Regions from separate parts of the Zea mays genome. Here region 2 is linked to region 1. Evidence: chromatin contacts called from public Hi-C data. All regions are on one chromosome and are shown on one strand. Each heading gives the region's core, a stretch centred on a gene start, on an enhancer-like site or on the middle of the called end of the contact. The rest is flanking DNA. Distances are from core to core; before and after follow the strand shown.

Evidence for each region. Hi-C and Micro-C count contacts between places; a contact is called where the count stands out from the background.
Region 2: a Hi-C map of endosperm shows a contact between it and region 1, with 1.7 times the contacts expected there. The contact joins the promoter of LOC100280253 here to the promoter of LOC100217307 in region 1. A contact is called at or near these places in 5 of 25 Hi-C or Micro-C datasets (bundle sheath, ear, endosperm and 2 more).

The regions. Positions count from the first base shown.
Region 1 is chr1:232,151,587-232,154,904 of Zm-B73-REFERENCE-NAM-5.0, forward strand. It overlaps LOC100217307, which reads right to left and starts at 1,545. Exons shown (of 9, transcript NM_001143654.1): 1 at 1,222-1,545; 2 at 937-1,084; 3 at 755-801; 4 at 197-251; 5 at 58-99. The coding sequence starts at 1,298.
Region 2 is chr1:232,438,544-232,441,793 of Zm-B73-REFERENCE-NAM-5.0, forward strand. LOC100280253 reads right to left here and starts at 1,883. Exons shown (of 2, transcript NM_001153181.1): 1 at 1,465-1,883; 2 at 1-743. The coding sequence starts at 1,787.

The DNA.
Region 1 (3,318 bases), core at 295-2,794:
CAGCTGCCACAAGCGTTCGGAATGTAGCAAGTAGCAACGGCTTTGGTATCTCGGTACCTTTGACGAGAATGTGGCGACATGGCTTGGCAGTCCTACCTCCTGCAGAGATCGGGACGACGGCTCCAGTTCAGTTCAGGGAAAGGGAAACAGCAGGACAAGAAACGTGACACAGAGGAGTTCCGGTGGTCAAAGTAACCTTGCGGCCGTGCCGGCAGGCTTCGACGCTGTTCACCAGCACCCTGGCAGCCCACCTGAAAACAAGCTCATACAGTAGTAGATCAGAAGCAGCAAGAACTGAAAAAAAGCTCAGTCAAGCAAGTCACCACTATTCAGAGTTCCATCCAACTGCTGCATTTCGAAGACGGAGGAAAGTAGGAAACCACGGGCGGCTGTAGGCTGTAGCTGAGCTGCGCAGGGCAGCAAGTTGGCCACGCGGAGCAAGTGCAGCGCACCCGGACACCCCTCCCCAGCCTACGAATAATTGAAAGAAGCAAGGCACAGTCCGTGCTGCCAAGTACAATCATATGGGGGATAAGGCGCTTGTTTATGGCCGGCTGGCGCAAGCACGAGGGTTTTCGTTTTTTTTCTTTCCCCTTCGCATACTGCAAGTTGCCCCTGTTCTTTTCTGTTGGGGGGTCCCTGATCGAGGCCAATCAGGCAGGAGAAAGCGGCGAAGAAGCCTACAAGGGATTAAACTAGGCCACAGAAGATGCGAATGCAATGCAGGCATGAAGCGGAGCGAAGGCGAACTCACGCGCAGGAGGTCGGCGGGTTCCACACAATGCCGGCGATCACCACGAGCTGCAGGCGCCAAAAAAAAAGGGTGTCGGTCGGTGGGTCGGCCGGGTCGTCGAACCGAATCTTGCAGGAACATTAGATAGAACCCGCAGCAGCAGCCAATGGCGGCGGCAGGCGCGGTGCGCGCAGGCAGTATACCTCGTCGAATTCGCCGGCAGGGCTGTCGTGGTAGCGCGCCAGGAACATGCCGCCGAGCGTGTAGCCGAAGGCCTCAACCAGGCGGAGGTCCCGCGGCACGAAGGCCCGCGCCGTCGACGCCTTCACCAAATGCAGCTGGTACAATGCGCTGCAGTGCAGCAGGAGGAGGAAGGAGAGCGCGGCGGCGAGAGACCATCACCCATCATCCATCACGCACTGGCTCGATCGAACAGGTGGGGGGAAAGAAGAAAAGAAAAAAAAGGAAAGGAGAGCTGCGGGCCTTGCCTGCCTTTGAACACCCATGGCGGCCCGTGCTTGTACCCCGCGCAGGCCGTCTCCTTCTCCTCGTTCTCCGCCGCCATGGATCCCCCTTCCTCCTCACGCTCTCGGCAGCTAGCTAGCTAGCTAGACAGACAGACAGACTCTCCGCGAACGCAAGGGAAGCGGCCCCGCCACTGGACAGGGAAGGAGAGTCAAAGGGCGGCCCTGGGTTTATAGGCAGGCAGGAGCTGGTGGAGTGGGAGGAGGGCGAATGGAAGGGGAGGCAGGGGGCGATGAATGCTGATGCACTGACTGATGCTGGGACGCAGGTCGCGGCTTAAACAAGTGGTTGTCGCCGCGGCTTTGCGGCTCGCGAGCTTTGGTTCGACGGAGGGGACGGGAGGCGAGAGGGGATGGGAGCCCGGGCGGACCTTATCCGGTGGACAGGTGGCACCAGCCTAGAGGCCACGGGTGCGGGTGACGTCATCCGTCGAGATCCGAGCGGGGCCCACGCTTTGCTGTCTCATCGTCCGCGTCGGTTCCCTGCCGCTGATCAGCTCCCGGACCCGGAGTCCGGACCCCGGACAAAGATGTGGCGGGCTGCTTGTTTGATTGCGGGGCCGGGGCGCCGCTGTGTTTTCCCTGCTGCTGTTTTCGGGATCTTGGATTAGTCAACCAAGGCCACGGCCATGAAAGCCACAGCGGAGCGGGGGCAGCGTGCGGCATGCGCTGTGTGCCGGTCATGGCAACGAGACCTGAACTCCGCGGGAATTTATCTATTAGGACATGTTCCCAATATAATAACGAGATTTAGCGTTTTTATCAGGCGTGTACAAACCAAGTCATAAAACCAGATACTCCCTCCTTTCTTTTTAGTTATCGCTGGATAGTTCCATTTTGTACTATCCAGCGACAACTAAAACGAAACGGAAAGAGTACATAATGCTTTTGCTAAATCTATTAGCTTCATTACCAAACAAAAACGTGAGAAAGAGCGTCTACACAACATCTTTGATTATTGAAAGGAAGGCAAGTTCCTAACCCTGTCATACCGTAGCAAATGGACTAATTTGTGGGTAAAGAAGTGGTTTTACATGAAAAATAATTTTAAAAGCGGTGAACATATCAAGGGCATAATTCAAATGCTTATCAAGCCCAATTTTGGATTTAAGAGGTCGACTTGTTATATGAGTATGACTGTCTTTAATATTGTTTGCACCTATACATCGGAACACGAGATCGGGTTCAAGAGCATTTAGCTTTGAATATCTGGACGCTGAGGACTGAGTGGGTGAAAGTTGTCTAGAGAGGGGGTGAATAGACGAAACTTGAAAATTACAAACTTTGAACATAAACTTCACCCAAGGTTAGCGTTAGAACGAGTAATGACGAAATTAGAGTGCAGAAGATAGTTCTACTGCCATGGATTGATCAATCAATTCGCATAACTTTGGGAGTTAACTCAAAATGATCACAAGCAAGAGAACTCAGAGAGATGGGAGAGGAAGAATCAAATCACAATGCAAGATTAACATAAAGACACAGGTGATTTGTTTCCCGAGCTTCAGTTCCGAAGAACCTACTCTCCATTGAGGAGGCCACGTAGGTCGGGTCTTTTTCAACCTTTTTCCTCTCTCAAACGGTCACTTAGACCGGTTTAGTGCTTCTTCTTAATCTCGAGGGTCACTTAGACCCCGCAAGGACCACCACATAATTAGGTGTCTCTTGATACCTTTACAAGTCAATGAGAATTTAGAAGAAGAGGAAGAAAGCACGATCAAGAAACCAAGCAACAAGAGCAACAATAAAACACAAGGTCACACTCTTTATAGTGTCTCTATAAAGCGCTAATCACTAAAGATTACAAATCACAATTATGGCACTTGGAGGAGTTTTGAGACTTTTGAGTGTGCTTGAAGTGAAGAGTTGCTCTTGCAATGAATGAGAGTTATGGAAGTTTGGATGAGTTGAATGGAGGTGGTTGGGGTTGTATTTATAGCCACCAACCTTTTCCTAGTTGTTGCCCTTGTTCTGCCACGTGTGGTTGGTCCGCGCTCCTGGTTCGGACGGTTCGCCCCTGCACATCAACGATTGGATTTTGCAACGGTCAGTTATAATGGC
Region 2 (3,250 bases), core at 633-3,132, 290 kb after region 1:
GGCAGTCGCTGTCCTCGTCGAGGACCCACACGTAGCTCACCCTGTGCGCGAGGGCCTGCACCATGACGGCCACCAGCGAGCTCGCGGGGCTGCACACCACCGGCTCCTCGGCTGACCGCCGCCCGTAGCTCCCCGACGACGGGCGCCTCAGCTGCGTCCGGCCTGCCTCTTCGTCGGACGACGAGGACGCGGAGGAGAACGACGATAGCGTCTCGTCCTCAACCAGCGCCAGCATGGCGTCGAGGCCCTTGTCCTTCAGCCCGGCCTTGATGGCGCGCGAGATGTGCTCGGGCGGGGACCCGAAGTAGTCGACGTAGGCCATGAGGTCCGCCGCCGAGAGCGTGGCGATGGCCGCGGCCGCCGTCTCGTCGCAGGCCGCGAGGAGGGCGGGGGAGATCTCGCCGAGCAGGTGGCCGTCTTCGGTGACCACGGCGACCGCCGTCTCCGTGGCGACGGCGCGGCGGATGAGGGGCACGGCCGACAGGGCCGCCTCGCCGGGGCGCACCGACAGGAAGTCGGTGCGCACGAGCCCGAGCGAGGACACGGAGCGCGCGGCCACATGGTAGAAGAGGCCGATGGAGTTGAGGAAGTAGCGCACGAGGTCCTCCTGCGTGAGCCAGCAGAAGTCGCCGGCGGCGGCGGAGCCTCCGCCGCCGCCGAGCTGCTTCTTGCGCCAGCCAGCGCGTAGCGGGACGGCGAGCACCTGCGCCCCGCTCAGAACCGCATCAAGCGCCTCCAAGATACTGCAGAAAGAAGAGAAACCCGCACACTGGTCAGCTCAAGACGAACCGAATCTATGCCTGCCTTGTGATTAAAAATAGGCAAGACGCGAGAGATGGAGATAGGATCCCAAAAGAATACCCACTATTTTCAAGAAAGATTCGAATAAGACGCACAATTTTTCCAACCACAAGCCAAGATCCTCTTTTCATTCCAAGATTACATCAAGTGGCGCCGTTTTCCAGCCACGAGCAGACCCCCCCCCCCCCCCCCCCCCCCCCCCCAAAAAAAAAATCCCAAATTTATTAGTTGGGTGGGAGCAACTAATCCAGCTAATCCTATCAAGCATCTCGCAAGGAGACAGCAGTGCATGGCTGCATGCGACAATCTCCGGGAAGACTGTCTCCAGTGAGTCGGATGAGCTGGACCTGAATGCGCGGTTTTTTTCTTCACCGGCTCACCGCCACATGAGTACTGTACATATTCCAACCAGGAAAGCAGACATCAAACTCTCCAAGTAACTGTGATGAGGATGAACGCTCGTCTGTCTTGGACTTGGACGTTGGACCTAGCCCGCACATCGTTTTTTTTCGATAAACATATTTTTCGCAGCTTTTATAAGGATTTGACCAAAATCGTGTTTCCTCGCGACGAACCTTAGGAAACTTCCAGTTCCAGACTTCCAGTCACGCGTCGTTTGCACAGACCCAGGAGAGAGGAAGAGGGAGAGGGGCTGAGCTTTACCTCGAGCGGGGATCGACGCGGCGGACCTCTCCAGCGCCGTCCTTCGGCAGGAGCGCGGAGACCGGCTTGGAGAACACGACGGCGGGGCGCGCGAGCGCTTCGGGGTCGGTGCACAGGAAGCAGAGCACGTCCGCGAGGCCGACCCGGCCGACGACGGCGCGCGCTGGTCCAGTCACCGCGACGCAGGATGGTGCGCCAGAGCGGGCCACCCTCCGGAGCGCGGCGGCAAGGTCGCCGGCGGCGGCGGAGAGCGGGAGCGACCTCACGGCCGGCTTGCCGATGCACAGGTCCGACACCTCATTGGCCAGGAAGCTCACTGCCATGCACTTGCGGGGCGGGCCCTGGGCGGTTTCGCGATCGAAACCTCCTTCGAAGTTTTTTTTTTTTTTGGGTGGGAGTCGGGAGGAGGACGAGAAGGGGGAGAGGGGATTTTTGCTTCAACCGCGGCTTGTCGGGAGAGAGGGCGTTTATATAGGCTTTGCGGAAGGCACAAGGACAGGGGGTTGAGGTATGTCAATGACATGTGGGGTCGATAATTAGTGGGCCTCGGAAAGGTGAGAGCAGAGAGCTGGGTTGTTTTGAGGTGAGCTTGTGAAAACACCAGCCGCGGTTTTACGACGGCGTACGGTTTTGATGTCGGCTAAGCTCCGCTGATAGCTGAGTCGAGCCGAGCTGGCTTCGGCTGATTGCTGACTTGTGGAACGGGACCGGCAGTTTCTGAAGCTTCTGTCAGTGGAGCAAACTGGAGAACGTTTCCTCCTCCGCTCTACTGGAAATAGGAGTAAAAGACAGCACAGTTAAGTGCTGCAAAATAAATTAGGCGATACTTAAATTCTTCTCTTATTGCATACTGTAATTACTGGTTTATACCCCGTGGCGGAGGGGTCAACAAAATCACTTGACAAAATCAAGCAAAACTGTAAAACACAAGTGTTACGAAGAATTTAGGTTTCATATCCATAGATACAAATTAAGAGAAGAAACTATATAAACAAAAGAAGCAAACGTGTCGTTAAGTTCCTACTGACTGAATCCAAGCCATATGTATTTCGTTGAATGTATATCTCCTTGAAGGGCTCGGGGCACCGGGAAGGGGACAGTGTCAAACGACCTCTCCCGTAGAGAGACAGGACTCCCTGGTTCACCAAACTCATCAATCGTCATGATGGGTCGCATTGTTGCGATGAGTGAGATCGGGCTTGCTAGACAGGCCAGCATCGCAGCGATGACGAGCAAGGTGAGGGCGTCGGGAAGAGGTTGGGCTTGGTGGTGGCGAGCGGCATCAGAGCGAACTGAATCGGGTGGCATCAAATAGCATAAGGTTGAACAAATAGATGTGAGGACTGGACCAAGAAGGAATGGAGGATGACATAATTCGGAAGGATTGGACCAATCTGACGAGAAAATCAAGTAGTCGTGTTAATGAGCTCTAAATTTTACACTATAAAATATAAAGATCGGACCAGATTAGTATCTAGCTCTATATCTATCTGTTTTTGAACTAAAATTAATTAAGATCTCAAACAAATCGTAAATAAACATTTGGATCGTAATATATTACCACCTCTAGATCCAGCACAAGATTGGTTTAGTGCACCTAAAGCTTTACTTTATTCTATACTTAACTTTAAATGACGTTTTACAAAATTGAGGGTACCATGGCCCACTTTGCCCTCCCTAGAGATGGCCAAACGGGCCGCCCGGTCCGTTTTGGGCCCGGCCCGCCAGACACGGTTAGAAAACCGGGCTGGGCCGTCTAAGCACGCGAGCTCAATTTCCTGTCCGA